Linked DNA regions of Sus scrofa: region 1 is linked to region 2. Evidence: chromatin contacts called from public HiChIP or PLAC-seq data. All regions are on one chromosome and are shown on one strand. Each heading gives the region's core, a stretch centred on a gene start, on an enhancer-like site or on the middle of the called end of the contact. The rest is flanking DNA. Distances are from core to core; before and after follow the strand shown. Region 1 has its middle 42 kb from the start of DDX1. Region 2 has its middle 95 kb from the start of MYCN.

What was found. HiChIP or PLAC-seq counts read pairs in DNA pulled down with a chosen protein or histone mark.
Region 1: a contact with region 2 is called in an H3K27ac HiChIP or PLAC-seq map of skeletal muscle, with 4 times the contacts expected there. The contact joins two enhancer-like sites. A contact is called at or near these places in 1 of 5 promoter capture datasets (liver), 6 of 47 Hi-C or Micro-C datasets (embryonic fibroblasts, epiblast stem cells, fibroblasts and 2 more) and 1 of 2 datasets of contacts at active chromatin or transcription factors (skeletal muscle).

Annotation. Positions count from the first base shown.
Region 1 is chr3:121,811,035-121,817,632 of Sscrofa11.1, forward strand. No RefSeq gene overlaps it. Among named protein-coding and RNA genes, the nearest start is that of DDX1, 42 kb to the right of the region's middle. Within about 2 kb of position 5,042, at least 15 of the 83 cell types and tissues checked have an H3K27ac peak or open chromatin away from gene starts, as enhancers often do. A contact at or near this core is called in skeletal muscle, where this site is marked.
Region 2 is chr3:121,641,609-121,648,475 of Sscrofa11.1, forward strand. No RefSeq gene overlaps it. Among named protein-coding and RNA genes, the nearest start is that of MYCN, 95 kb to the left of the region's middle. Within about 2 kb of position 3,588, at least 4 of the 83 cell types and tissues checked have an H3K27ac peak or open chromatin away from gene starts, as enhancers often do. A contact at or near this core is called in skeletal muscle, where this site is marked.

The DNA.
Region 1 (6,598 bases), core at 3,792-6,291, 170 kb after region 2:
CACCCCCAGCTCCAGGGTAATAAAATGCAATCTTGGGGCTTGCGCTGTAACACAGTTCATTTCTGGGCCAAATCCCTGAAGCCGAAGGGTTTATTTTTAAGGAGAAGCGGTTTGCTGTTTTCAGCGTTTCTCATCAGAAATAGTGCAATTCAGCCCGATCTGCATTGGAAGCATAATTTATCATCTCACACAGATGGTCGGCTAAGGGTGGGGAGGAGGCGCACTTTCCATTTCAGTTCAGCAGACACGTCCCGAGCCCCTGCATGTGCCAGGCACAGAGCTAGGCACTGGGCACACAGTCAGTGAGGCAGGCTCCTGACCTTGAGACACTCACAGTCTAGGCAGGGGACAGACCCCCACCCCGCTATGGCATCAGAGTGGTAAATGACTATTGTCTGTATTGTCAGTATTTACTAACTGAGGTCACATTGGGAAAATTACTTCACTTCTTTCTAGCTAAGGTTTGTCAACTTTGTTGTTCTTTTCAAAAAACCAATTTTAGTTTCTGTTAATTTCCTCTGTTGTCTGTTTTCTGTTTCATTACTTTCCACTCTAATCTTTATTATTTCCTTCCTCTTGCTTGCTTTGGATTTAGTTCACTTTTTTTTTCTTCTCAGTGCCTTGACCTGGACAGTTAGGGTGTCTATTTGAGATCCCTTTTCCTTTTTAATATCACCCACAGCTACAAATTTCCCTCCAAGCACTGCTTTACCTGCATCTCATAAGACTTCCTATGCTATGTTTACATTTTCATTCATCTCCAAGTATTTTCTAATTTCCCCTTTGATTTCCTCTTTGTCTCATTGGTTGTTTAGTATTATGTTGTTTAATTTCCACATATTTGTTCTTTCTGTTACTGATTTCTAATTTCCTTCCATTGTGATGAAAAGAACATATCTTACAGAATTTCATTCCTTCTAAATGTCTTGGGGCTTGTTTTATGGTCTAGTATGTGGTCTATCTTGGGAAATGTTCCATGTGCACTTGAGAAAAATGTGTTCTGCTCTTGCTGGTGATGTGTTCTAGAGATATTTGTTATTTCTAGTCAGTTTATAGCATTGTTCAAGACTTCTATGTCCTCGTTCATCTTCTGTTTGTTCTATCCATTGTAAAAATTGGGGTATCGAAGTTTCCAACTATTATCACTGAATTGTTACCTACCCTCTTTGAACCTCTGTTTACTTAGAGGAGACTAATTATTCTTACCTTGCCAAGCTCTAGAGACAAAAAAAAAAAAAAAAAAAAAAAAAAAAAGAAAGAAAGAAAAGAAAAGAAAAAAAGCAAAGCATGGCCTGCCATACAATGGATGTTACTGCTATGACTTGACAGAGAAGTGGTGAAGCTTTCCTCCTAGAATAACCAGGTTGTTTTGGGTTAAGTCAGCACAGCTTCAATCTGAAAAACATAAACCTTCCTTAAAGAGAAAGGTGATATGCAGTCTACTTCTGTGCTCTTATATTCAGGATATGCAGATCTCCTGTCCAAAAAATAAAAACTAAGTAGCTAACAAATCCTAACTTCTCATCCTTATTATGCCAGTTGATGTCTACAATTCCTTCATGGAGATTTCTCGTGATGACCCATTCATCCATCCATTTTTCTTTCCTTCTTTCCTTTCTTCCATCCTTCCAACTCAAGAAGTAACTTACTAAGCAACATACTAAGTCACCTTCTCCTGGTCAGATTCTGCCCCAGGTGCTGAGAACACTGAAATCAGACCTGCTGTAAAGGATCTGCCCTATCTAGGAAGAGACACTGACATGGAAGCAGGTTAATAAAATGTAGGAACACAAATATTATAATAAAGGAAGGAGGAAAAGGTGTGGAGGGCACAGAAGAGGAAGTAACCCACCTGGTGGGGGAAAAAGAAGAGGTGAAGATGGCTTCCCAAAAAAATGTTAGCAAAACTGAGAAGAAGCTGTCCACAGAGGCTCCAGTTTCATGACCCTCCCTGCCCTGGCCAATCGTCTCATGTAGGAGGGGGCCCATGGGAGGAAAAGGAGGAAAACAAGAGGATGTTACACAAAGTGAGTCATCCAGCCTCAAATAACCGAGAACTGCAAAGGCAGAAAGTTCTTGACTTGGAAGTTCGCCAGCTTCAATGCTACAAAAATAACCATGATGAATTCACATATTTCTCTGCAAGTATGGGTCCACCACAACACTGAAATTTCAGCCATAGGAAATCAGAGCTTTGGGCCCCATATGTTCAAAATCATGCTCATGTTTTAGTCAAATTTCTTGAAGAAATTAAAAGGTATATTTTCCTATTGAGAGTGGTCCTGATCTTCCATCTTGTCCTGCCCATTCCTGCTCAGGGTAAAACGTCAGTAGATGCCTTCTTGTTTTGGGTCTCAGTCTCCACAGAAGAGCTGTCGTTGCTGTCAGGTAAGTTGATGGACTCTCTCCGTAGCATAAAAAATAAAAAAGTAATCAATAATAATTATCATATGCCCACTACGCACACTGCAGGAAAAGAGAGTACGGCCCAGACACCCTTCACTAGAAGAATTTCTGATCTGCCTGAGACAGAGAGAGGAAAAAAGTCATGCAATGGTTTTTAACAAGTAAAAGCTACCTAAAGTATAAGGGCAAGACCAAGAGTAACACGCTGGAGGGCTTCCTAGCAGCAGAGCATAGAACCAAACGTCTTTGGTTCTGGAGCCTGATTCAACCTGCTGGACTTGGACTTAACCTTTCTGCATCTTCGAGTCCTTCTCTGAAGAAAAAAAAAAAAAAGAAAGAGAGAGAGAGAGAACATTGGCTCTTACATGAGGCTGAATATAAAATATCTGGCTCACGGCTGGTATTCAGAAAACCGTGATGTTCTCTTGCCCTCACGAAGGAGGTAGAAGTGACTCAGATTCCTAAGGCTGGGTGGAATCTGACAGGCACAGGGAAGCCAGGAAGGCCCTCCAGCCAGCAGGACGCAATCCGGAACACAGGGCCTAAGTGGGTAAGTGCCTGCGTTCAAATTCTGGCTCCACTGCTTACTAGTCAGGTGATCTTAAGCAAATCGCTCACCTCTTGGTGCCTCCATTTTCTCATCTATAAAATGGAAACACTAACAGAGCCTGTCTTCTGGAGTTAGGAGGGTTGTTTTTTGTTTTGTTTTGTTTTTTGTCTTGTCTTTTTAGGGCCGCACCCATGGCATATGGAGGTCCCAGGCTAGGGGTCGAATCGGAGCTGTAGCCACCAGCCTACACACCACAGCCACAGCAATTCGGGATCCGAATCACGTCTGCGACCTACACCACAGCTCACGGCAGGGCTGGATCCTTAACCCACTGAGCGAGGCCAGGGATGGAACCCGTGTCCTCATGGATCCTCGTCGGGTTTGTTAACCGCTGAGCCATGACAGGAACTCCTGGAGTTAGGAGGGTTCATTAAGATGAGTCAGCACTTGGAACAATACCTGATACGTAGGGATGGATCCATGAATGTTCCCTGTTGTTGTACATGGAGGGGACGGAGGAGACCAAGTCCAATGTGACCTGGGGAATAAAGGAAATACAGATTGTAAAGTTAGAACGAAACTTAAGAGGGCTGTTAAGTGTCCAAGTTAGTCTGGACTTCATTCAGGCAATAAAGGCCCATTTCAGGTTCTTGAATAGAGATTGACACTGATTAATTATAAACTGGAAATGATGGAAACAAATGAACTCCTGCGGTAGCTTTAAATTATACCAGGGAAGGCTATTCTTGAATAATGACTCCTCTCCTCTCCCGCTTCCACCCCCAAAATGGTATTCTTTGAAGTAGAAAGAGAGGGACAGACCACATATCTGGTCATCTTCCCACTCAGATCTCTCAACCTTCGTCCCCTGAAATCACTTGGTCGGTCGGTGGGGAGGCTGGCACTTGGGGTTTCCGCTGGTCATTCTGGCTTTTTAAATAAGTAGGCACAGCTACGTTCTGAAGTGACTGGGCTCATTGTTTGGGCTGCCTGTCTAAGCCCACATGGGCTGCCCTCACCCCACCCACACCCACCCACAGGCAGGCCCAGTCAATTGGGCATCACCCCACAGCTCTCCACCAAGCTCTAAAGGGCCATGCCCTGATTCCTAGGGTCACCAGATAAGCGGGTGTGTCGGGAGGAGATGAGTGGGCGTTAACATGAGACCCCACCGAGCTTCATTCCTTCCGAGCTGGGCTTTAGAGAATCAAGGAAATGACTGAAGAAAAGCAGCCTGCGTTCTGGAGATGCTAATGAGAGTGGCAATTAGCATAAATGCAATTTTGACACGTGTGGAAGTTCTTTGGTGCAGAGGACCCCCAAACACTGGGCCCAGGAGAAGGCGGGTGCGGTGGTCCTGTTAAGTGCTTTGTGAGAGGAGAAGTCACTGCAGCACAAACTGTGTGGGGCCAATTCCTGGGGGAAAAAATCTTAATGCATGTTTCTCAGCCTGTGGATCCAGGAAAAAAAAAAGACCACAGACTCTGACAGATGTAATGGGAAATAATTCCTTTGAATCTGTGATTTGCTTAGCAGAAAAAAAAAAAAGGAAGTCAGGTAATCCTTAAGTGACCCCAAGTGGTAAAAATATCCCGGCATCATGTTTAGGTCTTTGTGGGTGTTCACGGTGTGACGTCAGCGCCACCTGGTGCACCAGACTGGAAATGACAGACCCAGGAGAGCGGGTGGAGAGGCAGGCGGGCCGCCTTCGTGCCATTTCTCCTGGGGCTGGGTTGTGAGCCAACTGTGGGGAAATGAATAAAAATTTATGGAGGGAAGCATATGATAGAGTTTGTTATTACAACCAACAGAACTAACACCAATATTTTAAGTGAACGGTGTTTAATGATACGGCGTATAACCCAGTGTCTCCAAATTGCTAGCTTTTCCGAGCCAAATAAAATACCTCAAGCTTCCAGCCTGTGACTACAGGTTAGCCAGTTTTCTCTCAAATACGGCTCTGAAGTCGTGGGAGTGCCTGCAAAGCCCGATTGCCCCAAGCCTGACGTCACCTCGCTGAGCTTCGGTCTGGAGGACCGCTCCAGAGGGTTTTCTCGTGCGTTCCTGGCGTTTCATGGTAATTTCCCACAGGACAGGGTCCTAACCCATTTCCACACCCTCCGTCACCACTCCGTCCAAACACAGAGCCCCCCTGTTCTCCCCAGGCCATGCCAACACATCTAACTGCTTAACCCTTGGGCAACATTTGAGGATTTCAGGGGAATCACATGGTAAAAACCAAAACTCATCATCAGACACCATAGCTCCCACGAGACTCAGCCGACGCCACACTACTGGCCAGTTCTCTACAACCTCCGCCCTGAGGACTTCATTCTGATCAGGATTTCCCATGCTAGGCTCTCTCCCCTGAGACTCTGATCCACCGTAAAAAGTGGAACACCCTTACCATCTAATCACTGCCTGGCTGCCTCTTCAAAGTCTGCTTGGCAGCAGTAAGTATTTATTCTTTGATTGCAATTTAAATGAAAGCAACATACAGCCAACAGCCAACCAGAGGCTTTTCTGGTGCACAGGATGAGTTACCAGGCTGGGGAAGGAGTTTTTAGGGTAATAATAAGTGAAGCCAATGGTCTCCAGAAGCCTATAAAGTGACTCTGTCTAAAGCAGAGGAAATGTTTTAAATAAAAACCAAGTGGCAAAAAGAAGAGAAATTAAAATGCCAAATGGGTTCTGAAAAACTGAAGCATCCTTAAAAGACTGAAGCCCCAACGTAACTATTTTAAAAGGAACTGAACTCAGGTCTACAAAATTCATTTTTAAAATAACCTTACTGTTTCTCAGAAATGTGGTATGGTACCATTTTTATCAAAGTTTCTCTCTATAAGAACTTCTGCACAGTGCAATAGCAAGGCTTCCAGCCTGAATCTAAACGACGTTGAACTTAGTTCACCCAGCAGCCAGGGCATGTGCCAGGGGCACACAGTAATTTGCAGCTGGATCAAGAAACATCTAGTCAGGCTGTTTAAAGCAGCCACTCTGAACCCTGGCAGTACATTAGCAGCTCCTAGAGTACCAGGGCCCCCTCCAGAATAACAGAATTTCTGGAGATGAAGTACAAGGGAGCTTTTAAAGCTCCCCAAGGTGGTCCCAGTGCAGAGCCAGGGCTGAGAACCACTAACCTAAGGGAAGGAAGAGGGCCTGCCTGGGAAGACAGGTGGCTCTGGTACTTTGAGCATCTCACTCAGGTGTCCTTTTCAGCCACCTGGCCTGAGTCTTGGGGTGAAAGACTGCAGAGAGAATGAAAGCTTTAAGAGCCATTTCTTCATAGCGTTTCTTTTTTTTCTCCTCTTTTCCCTTCCTTCCTTTTCTCTCTCCCGTTTCTTTCTTTTGCCACACCCACCACATGCACAAGTTCTCAGGCCAGGAATTGAACCCAAACCACAGCGGAGACCTGTGCCAACACCAGATCCTTAGCCGGCTGAGTCACCAGGACTCCTCCGAGTGTTTGTTGATTTGTAGTTGGAAGAGCATCTACATCACAGTCTTCTGAGGAGCTCCTTCAAGTGCCGATTCCAGGTCCCACCTTCGACCTCAAGTTCTCCTGCAAGCGACTTAGCTCTTAGAAGTCGGTAGCATTGCTGGGATCAGCTCCAGGCCTGTGTGACTCCAGGCTCTTTCCAA
Region 2 (6,867 bases), core at 2,338-4,837:
GGCTGACGTGCTGGCCAGTGTTCCGAAGTGTGTGAGGCTGTGATGTGCCTTATGGAGAAAATACCTATATCCGATAAGCTTTGTTCAGGCATGAGTTACAGTGTTGTTGGCTCATGAGTTCAATGTTAATGAATCAAAAAAAGTATCTTTAAAGAGAAACACATAGAACAAGGTTATATCTTGATCGATTGACAAAAACGAGACTGGAGTCTTGGGAACCAGACCTGTGTTACCCCAAGGAGCAAAGGCTCAGGATTCACTAATTCAGGGTTCACACTGACGTTATAAAACACATCTACCATAAATAAAGAGAATCAACTATGCCTCGCATGGGCACATGAGTTTCATAAGTCATTTTTCATTTAACTTGTTTGTATAGACAGGGCCCCAGCAAAAATATATTTGCCCAGGGTCCTGCATACCCGCCTCTCAGGCAGGCAGTCACGTGCTCTAAGTAGGGCAAGTCTTTGGTGTTCTGAGCCCCCCCAAAGCCTGCCCACTCCCATCGCCTACCTGGCAGCTATCTGGTACTGCCATACTAAAATGCCATGGAAGGTGGCTTCAACAACTGAAATATCTTCTCACAGTTCTGGAGGCAGAAAGTTCAAGATCAGGTATTGGCAAGGTTGGTATCGCCGGCGGCCTCTCTCCTTGGCTTACAGACGGCTGTCTTCTTGTTCTGGCCTCACATGGCCCCTTCTCTGGGTACCCACATCCCTGGTGTCTCTTCCTCTTTTTAAAAGGACTCCAGCCCGTTTGGATTAGGGCCCCACCCTTACGACCTCTTTGAACCCTAATCCTTCTTTAAAGGCCCTGTCTCTAAATATAGTTGCATTATGGGTTAGGGCTTCAGCATATGAATAGGATTGGAGGGTAGAGGATACGGTTCAGTCCATAACAGACCCCATCCGGAAGAACTCATCATTAATCATCCATTTTCCCAAAGGCAACCCCAGAGACTTGGGGAAAGATGCAAAGACCTCTGGGAGGACAGCCCCATATCCTCCCTCTGCTCTTGCCTTCCTCCCCTGGTCTTTTCCCACGGACAGCTCTCCAGTGCCGGCAGAGCAGCTGATGACCTCTGGATTCTGAGACTCCAAAGAGCTGGGTCTGAGTCTATGAGAAGCCTCAAGGAGGTCCGTGGGAGCCTCCGCTTACCCATTTGTGAAGTGGGATTTCAACCACTGCCCTGCCTCAGCCTCACAGACCTGTCATAAGGGTCATGTGGAAAAATGGACATGACAGTGTATTTTTATAAACTGTAAAGTCCTAAAACATGAGACAGAACAGGTGAGTATAGTTGGCACATTTACCAACTATATTCACCTTTTACCTGGTCAAGGGCATATACAAGAATGTCCTCCAGGGACTTTCTTCCGGTTATGAAACCAACTAGTATCCATGAGGACACAGGTTCAATCCCTGGCCTTGCTCAGTGGGTTAAGGATCCGGCATTACTGTGAGCTATGGTGTAGGGCACAGGTGCGGCTGGGATCCCATGTTGCTGTGGCTGTGGCATAGGCCTGAAGCTGCAGCTCCAATTGGACCCCTAGCCTGGGAACCTCCATATGCCCCATATGTGGCCCTAAAAAGCAAAAAAACCCAAAAGAACCTCCTCCAGCCCAGGTTTCCCAGAACGCAGAGTTCTTCTCTCCCAGGCTCTGTACGTCCGTGGCGCTGCACAGGAGCAAGGCTGGACCCCGGTCCACGATGGCCAGGCGAGTCGTGCTGGAACCAGATCATTCCATGTTTTTAAAGTTCTCAACCTGGCAAACAAACTCTGAGACGGTTGAAGAAAATACACATACTGTTCCCATTTGTCATTTACACACAGCCACCGGCCTCCAAGTAATTTATTGAAATTTCTTTTAAGGAAGTAATTTAAATAAGAAAAGTTAAGCACTACAATCAGACAACATTGTTAGGAAACCCAAAAAAGGAATTCTGGTTTAAAAAAAATAATGGAAGAAATATATATATAAACACAATGAGGAAATGAAGATAATACCAACTCTGAATCTTTTAGTGAATTTCATAAAAGTGCCCATTGGATGGAGCGTAGGTTTAAAACACTTCATGAAATGTGAAAAAAAAAAAAAAAGTGAATACTTAAAACCTATGAAAATGGCTGATGCAAGAATCAAATGGAAAAACCCAGGGAAAACCATCCTCCAGTTCTTCCTTCACCAGACTTGCCCTCCTCTGGGTAGCTGTTCTTTCCTTTTGCTCCTATTTGTCCCCAACAGCCTGTCCCAGGCGAAGTCAAATCCACTATTAATAAATAACCTGCAATTGACCAGTTAGGTTCAGCAGCAAAGCTGGAAGGACTCAGTTGAAATGTTAAATATTCCAGGTCAGCTTAGGAAGCGAAGGAGACCAGAAAGCCCCGTTTTTTTCATAATCAGGCAAATGCACCATCATTAGTGGCAATTAAGATAAAGTGTTAGTGACTCTGTTTACCTTGGTGGGAAAACATGCTCGGAGCCTGTGCAGAGGCAAGGACAGCTTGACACGGGCCCTCTTTCTCTCCTCCCAGAGCATCGGAGGATGCAAGTACCCTTAGGGAGCAGCACTTTATAGGTGAGAAAACTAAGGCTGAGAGCATGGATGGACTAGACGGGGTTATCTGCCCACAGACCCTGCTCAGAAACTCTTCCCACTCATTTAGCTGCCTCGCTGGCACAAGGGTTACGGCTGATGGAGGAGGAGGAGAAGCTTGAGGAAAAGGGGGCTGTTTAGAGCCACACCTGTGTGCTAGACACCTAGTTAATTATGCATGCACCATATGGAATGGACTACCTTGACCCTAACAAACACAACCTTGCAGGAGAGACCTCTTTGGCTCCATTTTACAGATAAGAAAACGGAGGCTGGGAAAGTGAAATCAGATGCACGAGGTAACGCTGTCCTTAGCTCCTACTCTGAGGCTCGGGTTTGGTCCATTTCGCCCTATGGCCTCCAAGTTCCCCCAGCTCGACCCCTCACCCTCGCTTGGGCCTGTGCAACCCGGCTCCCCCTATGCCTCTGGGGGCGGCCAAGAGGGGGAGGGCAAGGATCCAAGAGCATTTCAGGCCGATGGGGCCTGCCCGCCTCTCCTGGGGCTGCCTGCAGCTGTGGGACAAGTCCCACCAAAGTGGCTTCCTCCTGTGGCTTCCAGGCTGGGAAAAGAACAGGGCTGTGGCATTCCAGAGCTTGCGGGAAGCGGGGGCAGCAGGGAGTAATTCAGGGGTCGGGAGCCATAGGGAATTGAAGCAATTACCCAGCTAATTGAGGCCCAGTGGCCCACTTTCCCTCAACATCTGGGTGCCAGGCTCAGGAGGCTGGCAGCCCAAAGCTTCAGATAACGGGGGCTGAACACTCCTGGGAAGCGGGGGGTGGCAAGGGGGGTTGGGGGGGGGATCTGGGAACCCAAACCTCGTGCCTCAGGCTGAGTGTCCAGCTTGTCTCTGTGAGGTGGAGGCAGGTTGCCTGTGAAGTGGCTGCCTATGATCCCAAGATTGCTTTTCTTCATCATCCATCAGATTAAACCATTTCTAATCCCTGGGTCAGCCTGCTGAGTCATCACAGTGGCCCGTGGTTCACACAGAGCAACTGAGACTTAGAGAAAGCCAGCTGCTCAGAGGCACAGCCCCCAAACTGGAATTACCTGGAAAAGCCTGCCTCTCTCGATTTGGGGGCCCATCATTTTCTGCCTGCTCCGCCCAGCCCTCGCCCGGAGCTTGAGTGTGGACACGTGCCTTCCCTTCCTGCCTTCCCATCTCCAGCCCCCAGCCAGTGCGACCCACCGATGTGCCATCCCTGGAACGAATGCTGAGGTCACCACTCGCGGAGCTGGAATTCTCCTCGCTGCCGAAAGCCCTGCTTTTGTGTTTGTTGTGTACACAAAGGCAGCCTAAGTTAGCACATGTGTTCCAGCAGCTTCCACCCCCAGCCCCTCTCCAGAGACCCACGGGGAATTCTGCTAAGATAATTATCTCCAACTGGGGTTTTGTTCAGTCCTCTGGTAAGACAAGCTCCCGTTTAGAATAATAAGGCTTTGCTATTGAAGGCTAGCTGGGAAATATTTTTCAAACAAGCAGATCGCGTATGTGTTTCACATATGCCGCTCATTAAGGTTTATAAGACCTTTTGGTCTTCACAATAAAGCTTGTTTTTTTAAAGGTTAAAGTCAGCAAGCCCCAGTTACTGCCAGCACCCTGCCACCCTCTTGAGAGGGGACAGAGATCCTGAGAAGTGTTGAAAGGGAATCAAAGAAGCTGATGGCTCCCGACCCAGAGGAGGAAAGAACGGTGACTCCGAGAGGTCCCTGTCCCCCAGCAGTAGTGCGGGACCTGCAGGGGAGCCCCCCTGCCTGACCCCCACATGTCACAGGCCTCCGGGATTTGGAAAAGAAGGTCGCTTCTTGTGACTCGCACACTGGTGGCACCTTAGACTCCGCTGGGGACATTGAGAAACATGCATGCCTGGGTCCCAGCCCCTCCCCCCCCAATCCTGATGAGGTGGATCAGAAGTGAGTCCCTGGAGTGGGTCATTCGTAAAGCTCCTTGGGTGAGGGCAGTGGGCAGCCAAGGTCAACGCCCTCAATTATCTCCTGGCTGGTGAAGCTGCTCTGCAAATAGTGAGCCAAGAATCAGTACCCCCGTCCTGGAGACGAGAAGGGAGTGGTCTGGGGTGCAGGCAGCAGGCCTGGAAGTAGCAGAGTTGGGACTTGATCCCAGCTCTCCTGACACCGTCTTGTCGGCGTCTGTGTGGCAGTGAGAGCGACCGCTTTCTGTTGTGAGCCACACGGAAGTCCAAGCGACCGCTTACTGTTGATCAAGCTCTAGAACTTGGCCTCTGTTCTCGTCCCAGATTCACACGCCACCAAAGCCCATTTTAGGACAGTCGTTTTGCAGATGAGGAAACTGAAGCTCAGAGAGGGTGAATGACATGCTTCCTGTCACACCAAATACAGAAGACCTGACTGCAAAAATCCTGCGGGAGACAGGTACCTTGGGCCATAGCAGTTTAGCTACTAGGCTCCCATCTCTGAGAGCCTCTCACTTCTGTGTTCAAAGAGGCCGTGAGGTCCTTTAAGGACCCGATGCAGAAAGAGGAAGCAAACTCCATTTACCATCCGCCTACCCTGCGTCACACACTCTGCTGGCTCTTTCATCTATATTTTAAAATTGAATCAATCAGGCAGGCCTTGCCCTCCCATTTCAAAGGAGAGAGTTGAAAGGAAAAAAAAAAAAAAAAAAAAAAAAGATAAGGAGTTCCCGTCATGGCTCAGCGGTTAGCAAACCCAACTAGCATCCATGAGGATGCAGGTTCAATACCTGGTCTAGCTCAGTGGGTTAAGGATCTGGTGTTGCTGTGAGCTATAGGTCGAAGACGAGGCTCGGATCCTGAGTTGCTGTGGCTGTGGTGTAGGCCAGTGGTTACAGCTCCGATTGGACCCCTAGCCTGGGAACCTCCATATGACATGGGTACGGCCCTAAAAGAAAAAAAAAAAAAAAAAAGTCAAAGGACCTAGCCCTGCTGTGTGACTTGCTTTAAGGTCAGAGTCAGATCAATGTTCTGGAGTCGGCAGACACCCAGCACCCGACCCTTGTCAAATAGCAGGTGTGGCCTGCCCTGTCATAGAGAAGAGTTTCAGGCAAATTTGAAAACCACAAAGATAATTAAAAGGGGGAGGGGGACAGTTTTATTGTGGCCTTGGCAGGATTTCATTGTTTTTGAAGTCACCATTAATTTGGTTACTAGGGCATTTTAATCAATTAGCTTGAAGCTTGCTATTTATGAACCCACTAAGAGTGTGTGTTTGCTTTTGTTATTAATTAAAAACATCATTCTTTTTGAGCATTCTTTGATCAAACCATTCCTTGCCTCCTAGTTTCTTGCAAACCTGACCATGGGGGCAGGTGAAAGGAGAAAAGCGTAACTGGGGGCGAGCGCAGGGCCAGGGGTCAGAACGGGTCTCTCCCAGCCCTCCCCCTGCCCTCAGCGTGATCTTAGACAAGTCACTGGACTTCCATGAGCCTCTGCTCCTTCCCTAAAGGGGAGATTAGGATCTCTAAGCCAGCTCCCTCTCAAGGATGCTATGAGAATGAAAATGAGAGAATCGAGTTCAAACATTAAAAACTACAAAGGGTTATGCAAATTGGGTTCGTCGCTAAGGGAAGTATTACTATTAATATATGAAAGATGTTGGCTCACCGTGGTGTGAAGTATGCACTGTTATTCCCAGTTAGAAAAAAAGTTATTAACAGCAATTGAGGGCAACACATATTTGCTCCGTGTCCTTTGAGGTTCAGGGAGCCACCAGCCGTGGACTAAGAATCCATCAGTCACTCATCCATTCATTCCGTGACTAGGAATCTACTGGAAGCCAGCCCTGGGATAGGGGAGGTGCTGAGATGAAGTAGGCACAGAGGCTGCTCAGGTCAGCAAAGGAAGACCCACCTTCATGCACTCATCCCATGAAGACGAGTAGATGAGGGTATAGCAGAGGGAAAGAGGAGATTCCACTGGAGCCCGGGAGAGGTGGGCTGGGGTGAGTACGCTCCCTGGGGGCTGTGGGGTTTAGATTGGTCAAGTTCATGCTTTCCTCCTGAAGCCCTTGCTCTCAGCCTTCACCCTCCACTGGGTCTCTCCTAGCACCTCCCCTGCGAGCTCTCAGAGAGGACAGTGGCTGAGCAGCAGAGTTGCTGTAGGACTTGACCATGATGGGGCTTTGGATGGGCGCAGGGCTAGGCTTGCTGGTCTACCTCAGGCTGCCCTAAGCGTGGACCTCAGGAATTCCTTAAAGGACAGGAACCTCCCAAGAGAACCTCTCGGGTCCCTGTCTGAGGTGTATCCCATCTATTTGCTCATTCGTCTATCCAC